Regions from separate parts of the Mus musculus genome. Here all the other regions are linked to region 4. A link is a contact called in public Hi-C and promoter capture Hi-C data. All regions are on one chromosome and are shown on one strand. Each heading gives the region's core, a stretch centred on a gene start, on an enhancer-like site or on the middle of the called end of the contact. The rest is flanking DNA. Distances are from core to core; before and after follow the strand shown.

Evidence for each region. Promoter capture Hi-C pulls out the DNA fragments that hold promoters and counts their contacts. Hi-C and Micro-C count contacts between places; a contact is called where the count stands out from the background.
Region 1: a Hi-C map of uterus shows a contact between it and region 4, with 5 times the contacts expected there. The contact joins the promoter of Tceal1 here to the promoter of Tceal8 in region 4. A contact is called at or near these places in 2 of 39 promoter capture datasets (cranial neural crest and liver) and 1 of 484 Hi-C or Micro-C datasets (uterus).
Region 2: a contact with region 4 is called in a promoter capture Hi-C map of erythroid cells, with 40 times the contacts expected there. The contact joins the promoter of Fam199x here to the promoter of Tceal8 in region 4. A contact is called at or near these places in 2 of 39 promoter capture datasets (erythroid cells and liver).
Region 3: a promoter capture Hi-C map of hippocampal neurons shows a contact between it and region 4, with 4 times the contacts expected there. The contact joins the promoter of Zcchc18 here to the promoter of Tceal8 in region 4. A contact is called at or near these places in 2 of 39 promoter capture datasets (cranial neural crest and hippocampal neurons).

The regions. Positions count from the first base shown.
Region 1 is chrX:136,706,573-136,709,272 of GRCm38.p6, forward strand. It overlaps Tceal1 (transcription elongation factor A (SII)-like 1), which reads left to right and starts at 1,410. Exons shown (of 2, transcript NM_146236.2): 1 at 1,410-1,516; 2 at 2,211-2,700. The coding sequence starts at 2,238. Gm39536 (a long non-coding RNA gene) reads right to left here and starts at 2,214. Exons shown (of 3, transcript XR_878248.2): 1 at 1,857-2,214.
Region 2 is chrX:137,048,237-137,050,936 of GRCm38.p6, forward strand. It overlaps Fam199x (family with sequence similarity 199, X-linked), which reads left to right and starts at 1,358. Exons shown (of 6, transcript NM_146261.2): 1 at 1,358-1,833. The coding sequence starts at 1,637.
Region 3 is chrX:136,991,795-136,994,494 of GRCm38.p6, forward strand. Zcchc18 (zinc finger, CCHC domain containing 18) reads left to right here and starts at 1,353. Exons shown (of 4, transcript NM_025893.3): 1 at 1,353-1,558; 2 at 1,913-1,967; 3 at 2,137-2,276. All of the region lies in intron 6 of Slc25a53 (solute carrier family 25, member 53), which reads right to left.
Region 4 is chrX:136,170,834-136,173,533 of GRCm38.p6, forward strand. Tceal8 (transcription elongation factor A (SII)-like 8) reads right to left here and starts at 1,418. Exons shown (of 3, transcript NM_025703.3): 1 at 1,299-1,418; 2 at 803-872; 3 at 1-216. The coding sequence starts at 189.

The DNA of each region.
Region 1 (2,700 bases), core at 160-2,659, 540 kb after region 4:
AAAGGTTAAAGCTAATAAAAAAAGGTACATCCCCAAACAGGTAGCATTTATAATGACAATAAATGATGTGTACATGATTTGAATCCTGCTACTAAGTATGTAGTCAGCAGAATTATTACATAGTTTAGTATGCAATGTCCTGTCTGCTGCATCTATCTTTTGAGGTTCAGATCTCTCAAGAATCAACTATTTGTTGATTTAACAAATTAATTTAGGCTTTTTCAACCACAAAACCAAGAGCTGGCTACTAAGAATTTGGGGTTTCTATGAAATCTATTTCTTTCCCTACGAATAGAAACTATTGAGTGATAATGATATAGAGAAGAAAATAATACCACATTGCACAGCAAGTGACCTACTGTACCAATACAAGAGTTCTCTTGACTATTTTGTTTGTAGATGGACACGAGTATTTTAGTTTAGGACAAAGTACTGAATCATCATATTTACATACTTTACAGACTGGATGAGCACTCATTTATCGCAGAGTTTCTATTTATGATATAGTAGAGGGGCTTAAAAATAAATACAAAAAATGGATTGACAAGACTGAAAGTAACTACCAAGAAAATGACAGGAGATTAAAATGTGATGTGATGGGGACATGGATTAAGCACAAATGTTAGTACTTGAGGTTTCCTTGTTAAGATTTATTTATTGTATCTTATGTGTTTTACTGTATGCTTGTCTGTGTGTCATGTGCTCCCTGTGAAGGTGGAATCCCCCCCAAACCGACCTATAGATGATCCGTGAGCTACCATGTGAGTGCTGGGAACCTCACTGACATCCTGCTGAAAGCAAGTGCACCTAACTGCTTAGCCATCTCTCCATTGTCCTTGAAAAAGTTGATTTTATTGATGGAATATTGCTATGTAGTTCTGACTGGCCTGGAACTAGCTATGGAGAACAGGCTGCTTTCCAACTTGAGACTATCTTCTCTATACACCCCCACCTCCTCACACACCCCCTCCTACTCCCCCCACTCCCAGTGCTGGGATTACATGCATCTGTCACATCTGGCCTCACCATGTTGCCTTGTGAAACGGAGGTGAAACAGTGAAGTTTCAGGGCAGAGTCTCAAACAGGGGAGTGGGGGTTGGGGGTGGGGGGCTTGTAGCCTCAGTAGCGAGGGAGAGAGTTTTACCCTGGAAGGGAGAGTGGAAAGGGAGTAGGAGGGAAGAGGGAATAATCCTGGGGAACAAGGGAGCAGGGAAAAGGTAAGAATCCCGGGGAACTAGATGCTCGCCTCTAGTAACCAACAACAACAACAACAAAAAGGCAAATAGAAACAAAGAGAGGTGAGTGAAAATTCCTGTTGTGTCTGAGGTAAGGCGATTCTGGCAAGTGCTGGCAAATGGACGCCAAAGTGGTTACTAGGGATCTGAGCCCAGCTGTGACGCGCTCCCCTCACGTGACCAGGAGCCTATGTCTGCCCAAGTCCCTCTCTCATCCCGGTCCTTTTTGCCTGTCCAGACCCCGTCTTTCTATTACCCCTTGATCGAGAAGGAAAGCAGAAGTAAGTAAGTTCCCTGGATCCTCTAGATTTGGTGATTGTCCGAGGTGCCTTTTAACCAGTGGGATCGGACCTGCGAGGCAGAATCCCGATCTTCCACTACGCTTGAGCCCCGCCCCCCCGCCCACGGTTTTGGTAGAGAAAATGGTGGTCTTGGGAGTGGGGTGGGGTACAAAGGACGTGGAGACGTGAGGTCTGAGGAAGGTGAACCACAAGGGAGCTGTCTTTGGGGCGGTTAGCTGGTGCCCACATAAAGGGGGTGTGCGTCATTGCTTCTGTTTCTCTTCCCCATCCCCGCCCCCCTACCCTGTTTGGCGTCTAACTGTAGATTTGCAGGTCTCACCTAGGAGCCTCAAAAGGGACCACAAGGTCCAGAGGGTGGGACAGGATGATCAGTGGGACAGGATCAGGGTCTGAGAATGAACACCGAAGGTAACAGTCTGCGGACTTCACCGCTCCGCCCCTGTCACTGCAGGAGAGGCCTGTGGCAAGGCCTGCTGGGAAAAATGGTGGTCTTTCGGGAAGGAGGGGGGCTTACTGCGCAGCAGCCAGCGGGAGAGCCCAAGAGCTACTGAGTGAGCTAAGATTTAAAGACACCCGTCCCAATCAGGGAAAGGCCGGGATTGAAAAGTGTAGCTGGGGTGTTGATCCAGCCCGCCAAGTATTGTGACTCCATTCTGTTTTTTCTTGTCTCAAGAATAATTGCTTGAAGAAACTTCTCAACATGGAAAACACGCGCAGTGAAAATGAAGAGCAACCAGAGAGCACTCTGAAGATCGATGAAGAGCAGCCTGCAGTGGAGCAGTCTCCTGAAAATCAGTGCTCTGAGGAGGATCAATCCTCGGAGGATCTGTCCTCCGAGGAGCAGTCCTCCGAGGAGGAGTTCTTTCCTGAAGAGCTCCTGCCCGAGCTGCTCCCAGAGATGCTGCTGTCTGAAGATCGTCCTCCGCAGGAGTGCCTCTCACAGAAGAACCAGTTCGAAGACCGTATTCCCATGGAGCAACCTCCCTGCGGGGTGGGCAAACACAAGCTAGAGGAGGGAAGCTTCAAAGAAAGACTGGCCCGTATCCGCCCTCAATTCATAGGAGACATTCATGGCAGAAATTTAAGTAATGAAGAAATGATACAGGCAGCGGATGAGTTGGAAGAGATGAAGAGAGTACGAAACAAACTGATGATAATGCATT
Region 2 (2,700 bases), core at 108-2,607, 880 kb after region 4:
GATAACTTTGAAAGCCACGTTCTCAGTGCAATACTTTAAAAAAAAAACAATCTAAATAAAAGAGCCACATCTGGTAGGTATCTAAATACCTGCATCTACAATGGAGAGGTGGCTATCTCTATCTCTAGAATCCACATCCTTAGACAAAATCATGTTGGTGGGAGTGGGGGAAATCCTCATGAGAGAAAGGGCTGAGTGTGTAGCTATGTGGTTGAACAGTCCTACAGGCATGCCCAAGGGCCTAGGTTCAAGTCCCATCATACCCATGTATTTTAAAATGCAGATTTTTGTTATTCTTCAAACAAATTACCATAACTTTTCATAGCATTTATGCACCCTAGAGATGATTTAAAGTATTTTGAAGAATGTGTGTAGGTTATATGTAAGTTATATATTTATATATTTTATATAAGGAATTTGGGATCCTTCACTCAAGATCAATCAGAATTATTCCAGAGATTTTTCCCAGGCTTTTAAAAAAGCTGAATATTAAAACAAAACCAGGCCTCCAAGATTTAAAATCGCTTGTCTAGAACACAGAAGTGAAGTGCCAGGAGCAAAGAGCACCATGTGATACCTCGTAAGTTGATTTAAGTCAAACAAGTTAAGCTCCATAATATCGACGGAAGCAGGGTTGCAGGACCTAACAGCGGTAGTGCCTAAGTCTCCTTTGGGAGATAGGGAAGGCTTCACCAAGAAGCTAGCGCTTGAGCTGGGGATTTAAGGATTAGCAGAGGAGAATGGCAGGACATTCCAAACACTACGAGGGAAAGAAAGCTCAGAACACAAAAGAACATTACAGTCCCAGCATCTCTGAGCAGCCTAGCCGCTTTATCAGGGTTTTTGAAGCGAGGCCACTTACAAGTGAGGCGGCATTTTTTTTCTCCTTCCTCACTCTATGGTCCATTTCTCTTACAGCTCATTGCTTTGGCTGGGCACACCTACTGCAGGAGCCCAGTACAAGTAGAATCGAGACAGGGTGGTCCCACGTGTTCAAGGGCACCTGGGACTCGTTTTTCATATATTCCCTCAGTATGACCTTGGCTAAGTCCCTAGTCCTAAGGGCTACTGTTGCTGTTTGGCCGTGGAGTGCGAGTGGGAAGCACGAGGAGAAAGAGGAGGAGGAGGAGGAGGGGCGAGGGGGGCGGGCTTGGCTGAGATGTGGGCCCTTCAAGCATCCCAGAATTGGGGACCGCGTAGAGCACCGGGCCGGTTGGGTCGCCCTGGGCTTAAGACACTGACATTCAGTTCCTCCTCCACTCCGGCAGGGGGCAAGGGCAGCGGCTCCGGGTAGCCCAGGAGCTGGCAGCGGCCACGGGGCGGACCGAAGCCGCAGCGGGCAGCGAGCAGCGAGCGCAGTGGGCGGGGCGGCCGGGCCGGGCGGCGGCGCCGCAGTGACTCGTCGGGCTTGGCGGCGGTGGCGGCGGCTTCTGAGGTTTCAGAGGAGCGGACTGTGTGGCCGGTGGGCTGCTGCGGCCTCGCAGCAACCTTTGTGCAGAGCCCTCCCCTCCTCGGGCGGCTGCGGTGGGCACACTCGGGGGCGGAGGCCACCGCGGCCAGGTTAGCGTGGGGGAAGGGGCGAGTGCCAGAGTAGCCCATCTGCAGCCAGTGAGACCAAGCCGGCCCATCTCCCACCATGTCCGACGAGGCGTCGGCCACCACTTCCTATGAGAAGTTTTTAACCCCAGAGGAGCCCTTCCCTTTCCTAGGAGCTCCTCGCGGGGTGGGCACCTGCCCCAGCGAGGAACCTGGCTGCCTGGACATCAGCGACTTCGGCTGCCAGCTCTCCTCCTGCCATCGCACGGATCCGCTCCACCGGTTTCACACCAACAGGTAAAGGAGCTCTTCCCAGAACAGGGGTGGACTTCCCACTGCCAGGCGGGGCAAGAGGACGCCAGGTTGCACTCCTGCAGGGTTCCTCCTGGTCCCTCGTGCAAGCCTGAGCTGCGGGCTGCCCCCTCCCCCATCTTCCTTTGACCAAGGCTCTTCCCAGCTCCTCCCTGTTTTCACCCACTGCCCCCTGATTTTTCTGAAGACCAGCTTCCCTGCACCTTCTTTCTTCTCCCCCTTTCCTTTTTGCACTCTAGTAATTCTTCCCATCCAGATCTTCCCCTTTTACCTCTTCGTGACCCCCGCCCCCATCCATACGCAGAGACTCCTAAACCCCAACTCTTGATTTTTAGATTCATCTGCAAAAGTTTAACCCCTTTCGTTTCCGGTACACTACAGAGTAAATTTGAGAGAGCCAAATCGATCAGTGGATCTTATGAAAGCACCTTTCAAGCTCGAGCCTCCTCTTTCTCAATTTTAACCTCACCCTAAACCAAATTGTACCGGGAAATTAGTCTTTTTTTTTCCCCATTGTTGCTTTGAGACCAGTATTTCTCATAGGTTAGACCATCAGCAAAACTGCTTATGCCTGGAAGATGACCTTGGACTCCTGGTCCTCAAACCTGCCTCCCAAGTGCTGGGATTACAGACATTTGTGATGTCCAACTAAGCTTAGTGTGTTTTAATCAGTTCAAATTTATATTTTTTTCAGTACTATGGCTTGAAACCTGAACCTCATGCGTGCTAGATAAGCTTTCTACCAACTGAGCTATATGCTTGCCCTATAAACTAGTCATTTCCCCCTTCCTTACTTCCTTACTTCCATTGCCTTACTTCTGTTGGGTATCCCCAAAGGTAAACTCTGGAAGA
Region 3 (2,700 bases), core at 103-2,602, 820 kb after region 4:
CCCATTTACTGATAGCCTTCGGCGTGGTGTGGTGTTTAGAACACTGGTTCACAGCTTTTTTTTATAACCCAGAATCAATTATAGCAACAGGTAAAATGCAAATGACATTGCTCATCCCCAATCTGAAGCAAAGCCAAATCTCCAGAGCTGGAGCCCAAGGAACGTGATTTCCAACAAGCCCTCAGCAATGATTGCGTGGTAGCTTGCTGGGTGCCCATACTTTAGTTTGTAGCACGAATTCTAGATTGAGAGCTCTGGCTTCTTCGCAATTTTAGGCAAGTCATCTCTAAGTCCGATTTCCTTTGGGGGGGGGGGGTCATACAGAAATGCTGCTATTTTTATAAACAGGTGGTTTGTTTTCGTGTAAAATCGGGAGCAGAAACGTGTCTCAGTTTCCTCCTTGGTAGAATGCATATCATAAAGGATTCCATTCTCTTCTTTCCCATCTCTTCCCCACTCCTCTCATCAACACAACCATTTTATGAGCAAAGCTGCTGAGATAGTTTGTGGCTATGTATGGACGAGTGAAAATGCTCTCTCTGGGTAGCCCAGCACAGGGCAGTGTTGGCATCGACACAGAGGAAAGCGCTGGCATCAACAGAACAGCTGACCGAGGTGCAAAATCGGACGTTATTAGCTGCTTTGCTGCGATACAGGACAGGAAGCCTAAGCTCCTGGTGGCTCAGTTTTCTCATCTGTGAGTTGATACCAGTTTTTGGTCATTATTTTTATGTAGCCCTATACTGGTCCTTTCATCCTCATTTTGGCTTCTCTCCACTAAGCCTTAATCTGACACTAGAAAGGGGGTGTTTAAAGGGTGTAACCCTTGAGGCTAGATGCCAGGGCTGGGGTGAGAACTGTTAATTCTGTGCTTCCTACCCATACTGCCTAGGTGCTTACATCCTCCTCTCTGTTAAATGGGTGCACTGCTACGTTTTAGCGCAAGACTGATGAGAAGAATACGTGAGATGTCCGTGCACGCGCACAGGACACACGGAAAGAGCTCAGCAAATGCTATCCCCTTCCCCCCTATACAAAGGTGAAGAACTCTCATTGTTCACTTGGTTTCGGTCCCACCTCGTGTTTAAGGCATCTGGTCGCAAAGCATCGGAGGGGAGCCAAAGCAGAAGGCGATAGGAAGAAGGGAAGAGAGGGGAAGCTGCAAACTCACGAATGAAATGTAAATGGGCCAGGTCCGTGAGTCCAAGCTGCACTTGACGCCGCGCCCGCTCCCGCGCCAGTCTGCCGCAGCCCCCTCTAGCAGGTTCCCCCCTCTGGCAGGCATTAGCATCCTGGCCCAGGCTTTGCAGGGAGGCCGCCCCTGCGAACAGCTGATTGGCCACGCCACTACCTTCGTCACTCTCTTTTGTCTCAATGGGCAGAGACTAAAAGCCGCCGCTGCTGCTCTGCAGGCTGAAATTGAGGGCGGGGGCAGCTATAGCTGCCTTGGAAACCGCGGCTGCGACTCTGCTACCCCTGGCTGGGCGACCCTGCAGAGAGCCTAACCCAGACAGCTCTGAGGCTGAGGCGCCATCCTTTCCTCTGCAAGGCCTACGAGGTGAGACAGCTCTTCGCAGCAGACCCTGAGCATCCTCTGCTCATCTACGAAGGTAAAGGGAGGTGCAACTGCATAATGCGGAGATGGGAGGATGAAACCTTAATATTTTGAGCTTCCGAATTGGCAGCTTCGAGGCAAGGAAGTGAACACCCTAGTGGTTGGGCTATATGGTGGTATGAGGTGAGTTTCCTACCTAGGATTTGCCTAGATTGGAGAGGGGACTTTTTTTCTTCCAGAAAGGTAGCAAAAGACAATGAGAATGATTCACAATCCGTTTGTCCTTTCTCTCATCTCTTCGGGAATAGAAATACGGAGGTGGGAGGGTATTGCAATTTCTCTTCTTTTTCTCCATAGCAGCTCATCAAAGCCGATTTCAAACGTGAATTCTGTGTGACTGATTGCAGAGCTGGTAGGCCGCTGTTTTCCCCGGGTGAAATGGATTGGGGGAGGGGTGGTCCCCATTGGCTTTTATTCTGAAGGTAGGGTTTTTCCTCCTGGCGACAATGGCGCCTGTGAAGAAATGATGAGACTGCTGACGTCTCAGACCCTTCTCCTCCCTTCCTTTTGCTGTGGCGCAGTTTAGACTAGAGGCCCAGGGCACCTGGATCGGAGAGCCTGCGGTCAGAGATCAATCCTACCCGGACAAGAGCTATTGCGGAAAGCACCTGTTGCAGAGAGTAGGCTTGAAATAAAGGTGGAAGCCAGTTTCTGAGCTCTGGTAAGAATCCTAGAAAAGGGGGAGGGGGCAGAGGGCGGGAGGGGGCAGAGGGCGGGGGGGGGGAGGAACTTGCTACCTAATAGATTTAAGGCCTTACTTATTAACATAATTCTGTAAGGTTTACTCTACTGCCCTTTATTTGAGAGCCTAGTAGGGGCTCCAAAGGTTGTTGTAGCTAGAATTCCAAGCAACAGTTGTTGCCTCTCCTAGAGAACAGGCAGTGGGGTGGGTGGGGCGCAGTAGAGAGGGAGGAGATGTGACTGACAAAGGCCCCACTAGCACACAAAAATTATTGCTCCTCAAGGTTGGGAAATGGCAGTTTCCTGCTGAGTAGTTTTAGGGCAGTGGGCAAATATTCAAGATGGTAGAAAATGTGATTAGAGGCTTGTTCCCAAGTCTATTGCGTTATTGAATTTTTGTTTTG
Region 4 (2,700 bases), core at 168-2,667:
CTCTTTGGGCTCTGGGCTGGGTTCAGCAGGCTCTCCTCTATGGCTCCCTTCAGTTTCCTCCCTCACATTTTCTCCAGAAGCCTGAAGAGTTTCTCCTGCCTGCTGTGGTGGATCTTCTGAAGGATGGCCTTCGTCTGCTTTTGGTGTGTTCTGGGGTGTTCCTTCGTTCTCGTCACAAGACTTTTGCATGTTGATTATTTTCTTAATGAATTAATCCTAGGGGGATAAAAACAAGGAAACAAAACCGACTAGGTGTCAGGCAGATGGACAAGCTTTTGTGTTCCCATAGCGACTGACTTTTGTTTCAGGTCACTTAATTGCCAAAAAGTTTTCTAACTAGACAAGTCAGGTTCTGAGCTCCTGACTCCACCCCTTCCTCCACCCCCCCCACCCCCCCCTTGCTCTCCAACTCCATCTTCTCCTGTCCCGGCTCCAGCCCACCATTTTCCCAGCAGGCCCTGCAACAAACCTCTCCTAGCACTGAAATGGGAGCGGCGTGGAAGCAATTAACCCTTCCCTCACCACATGGCTCTAACACTCCCGCCCTTTCGGGCTTTTCCAAGTCATCCCATCCTCAGCTTCTCACCAGCAACAGTCAGGTCAGCGGTCTCCTCTCTCTTTTAAATGTCTTTAGCCTCTCCCTTTCCTTCCTTCACCCCATTTCCGCAGCAGGATTTGCAGGGGCCTTCTGTGCTTAATCCGGATGGGAGGCAGCCGTGACGCCCCTGGGATGTGCTTTGGTGTCTTCCACACTCCTACCCCCACCCAAAGGGACCTGAAGCAATTGCACCCTTGCACTGACCTGTAGGTACCTGGAGATTTTCCTCTCTTCTTGCACCTCGATTTATGTCGCGCTCAAAAGATCAAGAGTGCTGAAGAAAGACAGGAGTTCTTGGTGAGCACACTAGTGCCTAAATCAAAAGGTCTTGCTAACGGATAGCACAAAGTTTTTCCACATCCCCCTCTTCTCCCTCCCTTTGTGGCAACCCCGCCTTCATCTGTACCCTGTTTCCCAGCAAGAGGGCAAAGAATCAGACAAGTTTTCCCCACAGTGTTATTGTTTCTTCTCTCCGTCTCTCGCAGTTCTCCTTTCCCCGTCTCTTTTCTTTCTCTGCCGGACTCGGTTAGCTACCTCCCTCCCAATCTGCCCCATCCCTCATCAAGCAGCCCCAAACCTCTCGCACAAAATAGTTTAGCAGAACCCTAGGATAAGAGAAAGAGTGCGGGATGAGCGTGCTTTCTGTTCTCTGCTCCCTCCACCCTATGATCTCTTAAGCCAGCGCCCACTATTAAAGTACCTGGAAGTAGCTGGGCCACTCTTCTCTAGCAGGACAGAGCTGCTACTGGGGAACTGGGCCTAGACTATAAGGACTTCTGCACACGTCGACTGCTGGTCACGTGAGGATCGCGTCATCAATGAGCTCCAGCCTTTGGTTACCCCTCCCATTAACATGCAGCCCGCCCCCTACATTCCCTTCACTAGATACTGTCAATCTTTTTTCCTATTTGCCAATAGGAGACAATAAAACTCGTCTCGTCACCAAGTAGTATCTATTCACCTTACTCAGATTACCAGGAAAAGAGCAGTCTTTTAGGGTACGTCGACCAATTCTCCTAATTTGGGAAGTCAGCTCTTTCTCTCCCTTGCTCCCTATACTTCCCTTCCCCTCCCCCCACCAAATCCTACAGTCCACCATTTCTCTGGGAAGCTTCTCTGTCTTTAAAATGGGGGAAGGTTGTAGATGTGCGCTTGTGGGGGTAGCGGAAGAATAAAAGCCTAAGGAAGGGATGTTTAGCTTCTTGAGTCGTTTTCTGTGGTGTTCTGTTGTAAGAATCAGGGTTTAAAATGATATTTAAAAAGAGATACTTCATATTCACTATTTCACACTAGATGAGGAGAAAATAACTTCATTAAATCAATTTTAAGGTTTCAAAAAGTATTCTAATGACTGCAAGTGAAAGCACAGTATTTACAACATATTGATGTGTTGGGGTTTTTTAAAAATCTTACTAAAATGGCATCGTTTGCAAACCGACTCTGAAAACAGCCGATTTGTTTCGTTAGTTTTGTCTCCGCAATCCACGACTCTCTTTGCCTGAGCTTAGGCTATTATTAGACGTCTGAACTTTTAATTGATGACTGCTGGCAGCTCCCACTTGCAAATAAAGGCTTCAGACAGACTTCTTTTCCTTGTCCTTTGTGGGAGCCAGTGTCTTTGTTAAACAGAAAAGCCTGCTTTTCACTCAGTGAACTTTCGTGGGACTCAACGAAATATGTTTGTTGGTAAACTTTTGTTATTAAGAACAGAATGTTTGTAAGGAAAGAGCGCTCACAATGAAGCAGAAAGGAGGTAACTCTTTGTATGTCACTATTGACTGTGGGGCTTATTAAGCATGTAGGGTTTTCCATTCATTCATTCATTCATTCATTCGTGGAACTCTAGATACCCTGGTAGGATTCAAAGTGCTCCATTAAAACAAGAGCCATCTCAGAGAACTCCATACCCTACCATAGAGCTATGTACACCACATGTTCACTGCTGCTTTCTTCACCATAGCAAGGAATAATGTTCAGCTTAAAAAAAAAAAAGAATGAAAAAATGTTGTTACAAAATTTTCAGGAAAATAAACGCACTTAGAATGTTTAATATTCACTGAGATCACACAGTATCAGAAGGAAAATAAATCACATAGTCTTCC